2 separate regions of the Mus musculus genome follow, and region 2 is linked to region 1. Evidence: chromatin contacts called from public HiChIP or PLAC-seq data. All regions are on one chromosome and are shown on one strand. Each heading gives the region's core, a stretch centred on a gene start, on an enhancer-like site or on the middle of the called end of the contact. The rest is flanking DNA. Distances are from core to core; before and after follow the strand shown.

Region 1 (3,538 bases), core at 495-2,994:
CAGAGCTAAGTCATTCTAAAAATCCATCCACCTGTCCACCCATCCATCCATCCATCCACCCATCCACCCCTTCATCCATCCATCCATCTATCCATCCATCCATCCATCTATCCATCTATCCGTCCACCATCTATCCATCCCTTCATCATCCATCCATCCAATCATCCATCCACCATCCATCCCTTCATCCATCTATCCATCCACCCATCCCTTCATCCATCCATCCATCCATCCATCCATCCATCCATCCATCAATCCATCATCCATCCATCCATCCACCCATCCACTGTGGGTGCTCTTGCGATGACCATGGTTCATGTGTGGCTGTCAGAGGACAACTTGTCAGAGTTCTCTCCTTCCATCTTGCATGAGTCCTAAGGATTGAACTCAGGTAATCAGGCTTGGCGGCAAGCACTTCTACCTGATAAGCCACCTTGCCAGCCTACCATGAGCTAAGGAGGAGCCAGATGGACTGTAAGAATACCAAAACCATGGTTGAAATCTAAAATGCCCCAATAGGTTCCTGATTTGAATGCTTCTTCAGCAGCTGGTGGCAATATTCTGAAGGCTATGGGACTTGTAGGAGGAGGGGCCGGACTGGTGGAACTAGAGCACCAGGGGCAGGACTGGAAGGTTAAAACTGATCTCGAGCCCTGCTTCACAAGTCTTCTGGGGTGTCACCCATACAGTTCCCACGCCACAAGCTGAGCTGTACTACCAAGCAGAGGTTGACGAAGCCCCTTGAAACTGTTCTAAAATGAACGAGTCACCCACCTGTCCATCAATCCACCATCCATCCATCCATCCATCCACCCATCCACTGTGGGTGCTCCAGGTATCCTGTCACCTTGAAACAAAAGTAAATAAGACAGGGAGGGGTGAGATTCCCTGACTGCACATAGCAACCACACAGAGACTAGATGCATCCAGTTCTCGATAATGAGAAATTGCAATGGGAAGTGACTGACTGAATTAACACAGAAAAAAAGAGGCAAGAAGCACCTCACACAGCAGTCTGCCTCTTGGTATCCTTGGCTATCTCTCTCTTCCTTGTCTCTGGAATCTGACAAGTATTCCTTCCATTGATGAATGCAGCACTGGTGACGGGAACTTCGGTTGTCCTGTTCTTGGTCCCAAAGAGTAAACTCTCCCTTTTCTTCATCTCTTCCTCTGTCAGTCCATTTCTGTCATTTTCTTTCTCTTTCTGTAATCACTAACACTGTTGGTCATCACCTTCATCACCACCATCACCATAATCACTCTCACCATCGTCACCATGATCTCCATTACCACCATTATCATCATCGTTGCCACCACTATCTTTTATCCCTCTTCTCTACACCGTCTTTATTGTCCTACCTCTGTTTTTCCTTTCTCAGGCAAAAGGGGTCATTTATTAGCTAATATACTGCAAGACTGAGATGGGGACCTGTTTGGTTTTGTGTATGATCACACTAAGCACCAATATCTATGTCTCTGTTCTGTATGGTGGCTTCTGTCTTGGGCAGATTCTGCTTAGAGACTGAAGCAAATAGCCTCAAGAAGTCCAGAGTTAGCAAACCTGGGGGCAGGGGGTGGGGGGAGCGGGTGTCCTTTATCTGATACTTCCAGTAAGTCTGGGAGATAATCTGCTGTTCATGGACAGCCTTGGCCGTATGCCCAATGGTGCAGTCACTGAGGCGTTATCACCAGCCTGACCTGAATCACTTGTTATCCTCTGGGGGGGAATGTGGTTGGTGAGGTCAGCCCTGTGTGAACCACATGATGTTATTTAAAGTGTTTATCCGTAGAGCAGCAGTGTTGATATCTGAAGTGTAAGAAAAGGATGCTTGGCAGACCAGTACAACAGTTATCTGCTACAGGCAGCATTTGACGTGGGCTTCAGTAATAAAATGGAAGAGCATTCTGGGAGGAGCTGAGGACAAGCCCAAGGTGTGGACTGGGGACAGTTAACCAGCAGGCTGCCCTGTGCCCGGGGTTGGGGTTGGGGGTGGGATGGGGTGCTTCAGGACAGCAAAGGAGGCAGAGACTGCCTGTGTTGTTTTTCAGAAGCTCCCGTTGTGACTCTTACTGTCACGGCTGTTCTCATCTTTTGAGTTCCATGATGGAAGAATTTAAATAAACCCAAAGACACAAAACAGACCAGATAACCAACACACATGGGCTTGCCACCCCGCTTCCCAGTTATAAATGGTCTGCCGGTTTTAAGTTGCTGACCTTCCCTCGTGGAGTGCGCTAAGACAAACCCCAGACACCACGTCATGTTTCCTCTAACCCTGTCCAGCATTACATCAGTCGGTTGTTCATAGCTGTGACGTAATACCGGAGACAAACAGCTTAAAGAAAGTACTTTACTCTGCCTTACAGATCCAGAGGTTTCTGTTCATGATCCCCGGGCAGTGTGCTCCTGGGCTGGTAGAACAGCGTGGTGGAGGAAAGCTGCTCCCCTCGTGGCGGCCAGAAAGCAGGGAGACCGGCGTGAAGGGGCCAGGGACGAATACATCTTTCTAGGATGTATTTGTTACTTTTCTCATTATAGGGCAAAACATCTGGCAATGTAGACTTGAAGAGTTTATTTCGGCTCACAATTTGGGAGTACATGCAGGGAAGCACGGGGCAAGTGTGAGGGTGGGGCAGGACAAAGAGGCAGCTGGTCTTGTTGTACTACAGTCAGTAAGCATAGAGATGGATTCTCAACATTCAGCTCTTTTCTTTCCTCCTCTTCTCTTTGTTATTCGTAAAGGACCCCAGTCTGTTGAATGACACTGTCCATATTCAGGCAAAATTTCTACCCTCTTTAGAAACACCAAGATGTGTATCTCCTAGATAATTCCAAATCTAGTCACGTTGAAAATGAAGAGTAACCTATACATAGGGGATGACCCCAGTCACCTACTTCTTCCAATGAGACCCTGTGTCTCACAGTTCTATCACCCTACATAGTATAGTCTATTCAAGTTTAAAACATATTAATTAAGCCTGCCATAGTAGATCATACATTTAATTCCAGCACTGAGAGTCAGAATCAAGTGGATCTCTGTGATTTTGAGACCAGCCTGGTCTAGACAGTGAGTTCTGGGACACTGCTAGAGTTGTCTCAAAAAAAATCCATCAAATTACATCTTGTGTCCCATAGACCCCCCTCAAATACCAAGGCTATTGTCAAGGATATTGGTTAGTCTTCATAACTTGATGGTAAAGCCCTGTTGCTGAAGGCAGAACTTATGTTTTTGAACATGGTGAAATCGAGCTGGCTCCCAACTAGAAGCTTCACCCCTGCTGACTGGCATGAAGAGTGCTGAGGAATACCCAAGATACAGTCACAGACCATATGAAGCTTAAGAAGAAGAAAGAACAAAATGTGGATGCTTCAGTCTTTCTTAGAAGGGGTAACAAAATACTCACGGAAGGTAGAGGGTAGGAGGGACTTGGGATGAAGAGAGGAGGGAGAGGGGGAGAAAGGGGGCAAGATCAGGTATGAGAGGAATCAGGGATGATATACAGAGGGTCAGGAATTTGAACAGAGGTGGGTAGCAAT
Region 2 (3,538 bases), core at 423-2,922, 61 kb after region 1:
TCCCAGACTTGGCATTGAATCAGGTTAGGCTAAAGAAAGCCTTAGTGAGGACTCATTTCAGATTCATCTTTCCCAGACGGAAGAAACTAAGGCCCAAGGGCAGAGTGGTTTGTCTAAAGGCACTGGGTGCCTCAGGGAACAGCTGGGACTGTAGCCAGCCTTAGCCCAGTTCTGACCATTCCTAGACATTTCCTGTAGGCTGCCTTTTGGGAAAGTACCAAATCACCATAGTCTCTGGGCCTTGAGCAAATGGAAATCTGGCCCTATGGCTGCTCCTTTAAAGATCTGAACGGGAAACAGACCTCGACCACACATTTCTCCTTCAAGTCTGTTTCTTTTACATAGTTTTCAAGGCCTGCCACCCAAACTGTGTTACCTACATTGGTTCCTCGACAGCTTGAGGGGGATGCCAGGCTCTCTCTCTCTCTCTCTCTCTCTCTCTCTCTCTCTCTCTCTCTCTCTCTCTCGGTTTTTCGAGACAGGGCTTCTCTGTGTAGCTCTGGCTGTCCTGGAACTTAACTTTGTAGACCAGGCTGGCCTCGAACTCAGAAATCCGCCTGCCTCTGCCTCCCGAGTGCTGGGATTTGATACACGGATGTTCCAGGGTTCAGAGTGGGAAGCTCAGCTTCTCCCCCGAGAAGTAGCATGGTGGGGGCTTCTAGGTTGTCCCTTCTTCCCAGAGATGCCCATAACAGGTGTCCCTGTTCTCAGCAAAAAGCAGCTAGGGTGCCTCTCAGCACCTCTGGTCACAGACCCAGCTACTCAGCAGCAGGGCTCCACGGAGAACTTCCACCATAGGCTCCTTGTTCAGAAACCAGTGTGAGTTCCAAGTCTGGGACAAAGTAGTTTTTGTTTAAAAAATTGAATTAGTATATATTAATTATACATAATGAGTTTAAGAATGGCATAGTCATATATATATATTCCCCTCCTTCATTTCTCTTTCGTGTCCTCTTTGTCCTCTTCTTCCTCCCATTATCTCTTCTCTCTCTCTTCCTCTCATAAATTTCATTAGTGTTGCCCACAGGAGCATGCGGTGAGCAGTTATTTACAGAAACATAGACACCTTACCATTGGCTCTATCACCTAAGAAAATGGGGTAGTATACTTGAAAACAGGTGTGAGGGTCCTAGGTCCAGAGGCAGTGAAGCCCACCCTGCTTGACTGGGTCCCAAGTGCGTGGGAGCCATGCTTAGGCTTTACGAATTCAGGGACAGCAGAGGCCTTCGGGATTACTGATGTATCATTGTCTCATTCTTAACCCGCTTCTGTTTCCTCCATCTGTCTGCCAAGGGACCAGCAAGCAGCCCAGTGCAGCGTTTAGGGAGCCAAGTACTTCGTGTATACTCTTCCCTAGCACAATGCCTACGCCATCTTCTATGTTTCTGTTACTCTCCCATTAAAATGGGAGCAAAGAAAAGGAGTGAACGATGTGGAAGGATGTGGAAGATGAACATGCAATAAGGTGGGCGTCGGGCGGTGGAATCCTGTGCCAGTTCTGGGCTGGAAGCAGGCCAGTGTAGTGTGTGGATTCCTTGTCCTCTAAGACTCTTCTGTTGGGGCCTGATTGAGAGGTTTTTGGTAGCTCTCAGGGATTAGAGCCACCAATTTAGGGGCCCTACAGCAACCAATGCGGTCATTTGTGATGCCCATGCGCCCCCTGGTGCCCCCCGCTGGGTGCTGCGCCTCTTACCCCCACCTCTAGGCTTCCAGAAAGCTCCTGGTGCATTCTCCGGCATTCTCTGGGCGTGAGTCACGCAGGTTTGCAGCCAGCCCCAAAGGGGGTGTACTTGAGCAGAGCGCTATAAATAGGGCGCTTCCCCGGTGCTCACCACCCGCGTCACCAGGAGGAGCGCACTGGAGCCAAGCCGCAGACCGGTGAGACAGCTGCACCTTTCCTACCCCAGCGCCGCTGAAGCCACACCGGCAGGGATGGGAGGGCAAGGGTAGCAGCTAGGTGGAAAGCTGGCGCAGCCGTGGGGAAGTGGGAGGTGACTAGAGCCCCATCACCAGACAGCCGAGCATGGGGTTGGGTAGGGGGTGCACGCTGGCTCAGACACGGGAGTCTCCGTGTTCTTTAATCCGGATCACAATTTCACAGCTGTTCAATAGGCCACATACAAAGATCTTCCTTTTGCAAAAATGGGGAAACTGAGGCTTGAAGCCTGCCGTACGATGCGGGAGGCGCAGGGGTGCGAGTGGCTCAGCGCCGCGACTAGGTGCGGATCTCTGTAGTGGCTGTTGTCTTTTGGGCATGAGTCATTGCATTTGGACCTCCCTTTCAGTTCCTGGGACAGCGCATAATAAATAAGATGTTGTGTATTTAAAGACGTGCTGCAGACATCCAGACCCGTTTTGCTGAGCTGACTGCATTCATCCAGTTCTTTAGAGAAATGCTCCACCAGGCCGAGACGTCTGATCCCACCGGATCACTTTATAGATGGTAATCTGAGGCCTGGAGACCATTAGAGGCTCAGCCTCCAAACGTTATATGAATAAGAAACTGAAGCCCTTTGGCTTTTCCAGAATTTCTGGGCCCAGTTTTAAAAATGGTGCTGGTGCTGTTTTTAAAGGAAGAAGTTAGGAATTCAAGAGTCTATACAAGTTCTCTTAACAGGATCATACAATTTAGTGCCCGACCCTGTGAGAATAGTAAAACAAACTGCAAATGGTAGTCAATCAATGGAATATTAGGCAGCAGCAAATGTGTGACTTTTAAAAATATTTAAAAACAGGACCTATGAAGGGATGGTTTATAAAAATGCATTGGAAAAAAATGGAGAAAATACGCCACAATGGGAGAGGCTATGTTTTCCTACTAGATAAGGAGGTCCTTGGCCCTGGTGGGGCTGATGCACCCAGGGTAGTTGGCAGCCAGGCAGTAGGCCAGCCTCCAAAAGAAGACAGGAAGTAAGTCAGTGTAGAGGGAAGGCAGCGGGCTGAACTGAGCAGCGTTGTCCTTGGAACAACAACACCACAGCGCCGGGAAACTTGGGAGACTAGCAGATTCTGACCCGGAGTCCATATTACCAGCAGACCTAGAGGGAGTCTGTTCTTAGCTTTACTGAATAGAGGATCGCTTCTTTGAGGTCTGTATCAGGTCCATTTTACAGATAAAGAAACCAAGGCCGAGAGATTTAGGACTTTTTATTGTCAAGGAAAGAATATTAAAATGAGGTTTCAGAGGGCTGCATTCTTCCTGGGGGGTGGAGAGTGGGGGTGGGGGTTGGCTACTGGCTTGCAGTGTGTCTTGGGGAGCCTGGCAGGTGTCTGGGCGTTGGCATTCTCTAGAAGGGCCCAGGCTGAAGAGCAAGCAACCCTCCCTTTCTTATTTGGGAACTTGGTGGCTCTCCAGACCCCAGGTCTCCTTTGGCAAGCCCCAAGCTCCCTGCTCCCTGTAGCTCATCTTGATACTGCTTCGCCTCCCATTCAATGGTCTTCCTTGGCTGCCCTGCCCTGCTGCCTCTTCCTGCCTCGGATCAGAAGCCATTTCCAAGGCTGTTAAATGGCTTTTCCCAAAATGGTCATGCTTGAGGCT

What was found. HiChIP or PLAC-seq counts read pairs in DNA pulled down with a chosen protein or histone mark.
Region 2: a contact with region 1 is called in an HNF4G HiChIP or PLAC-seq map of pancreatic cancer cells. The contact joins the promoter of Clu here to the enhancer-like site in region 1. A contact is called at or near these places in 11 of 39 promoter capture datasets (the 3T3-L1 cell line, 3T3-L1-derived adipocytes, the HPC-7 cell line and 6 more), 15 of 484 Hi-C or Micro-C datasets (3T3-L1-derived adipocytes, the AML12 cell line, the G1E-ER4 cell line and 6 more), 18 of 115 datasets of contacts at active chromatin or transcription factors (the SCID.adh cell line, T-cell acute lymphoblastic leukemia, craniofacial prominence and 14 more) and 4 of 9 other capture datasets (adipose tissue, embryonic stem cells, liver and 1 more).

Annotation. Positions count from the first base shown.
Region 1 is chr14:65,905,812-65,909,349 of GRCm38.p6, forward strand. All of the region lies in intron 1 of Gm41181 (a long non-coding RNA gene), which reads left to right. Among named protein-coding and RNA genes, the nearest start is that of Gm41181, 4.5 kb to the left of the region's middle. Within about 2 kb of position 1,745, at least 18 of the 459 cell types and tissues checked have an H3K27ac peak or open chromatin away from gene starts, as enhancers often do. A contact at or near this core is called in the AML12 cell line, the G1E-ER4 cell line, extraembryonic endoderm stem cells and 2 more, where this site is marked.
Region 2 is chr14:65,966,811-65,970,348 of GRCm38.p6, forward strand. It overlaps Clu (clusterin), which reads left to right and starts at 1,673. Exons shown (of 9, transcript NM_013492.3): 1 at 1,673-1,878.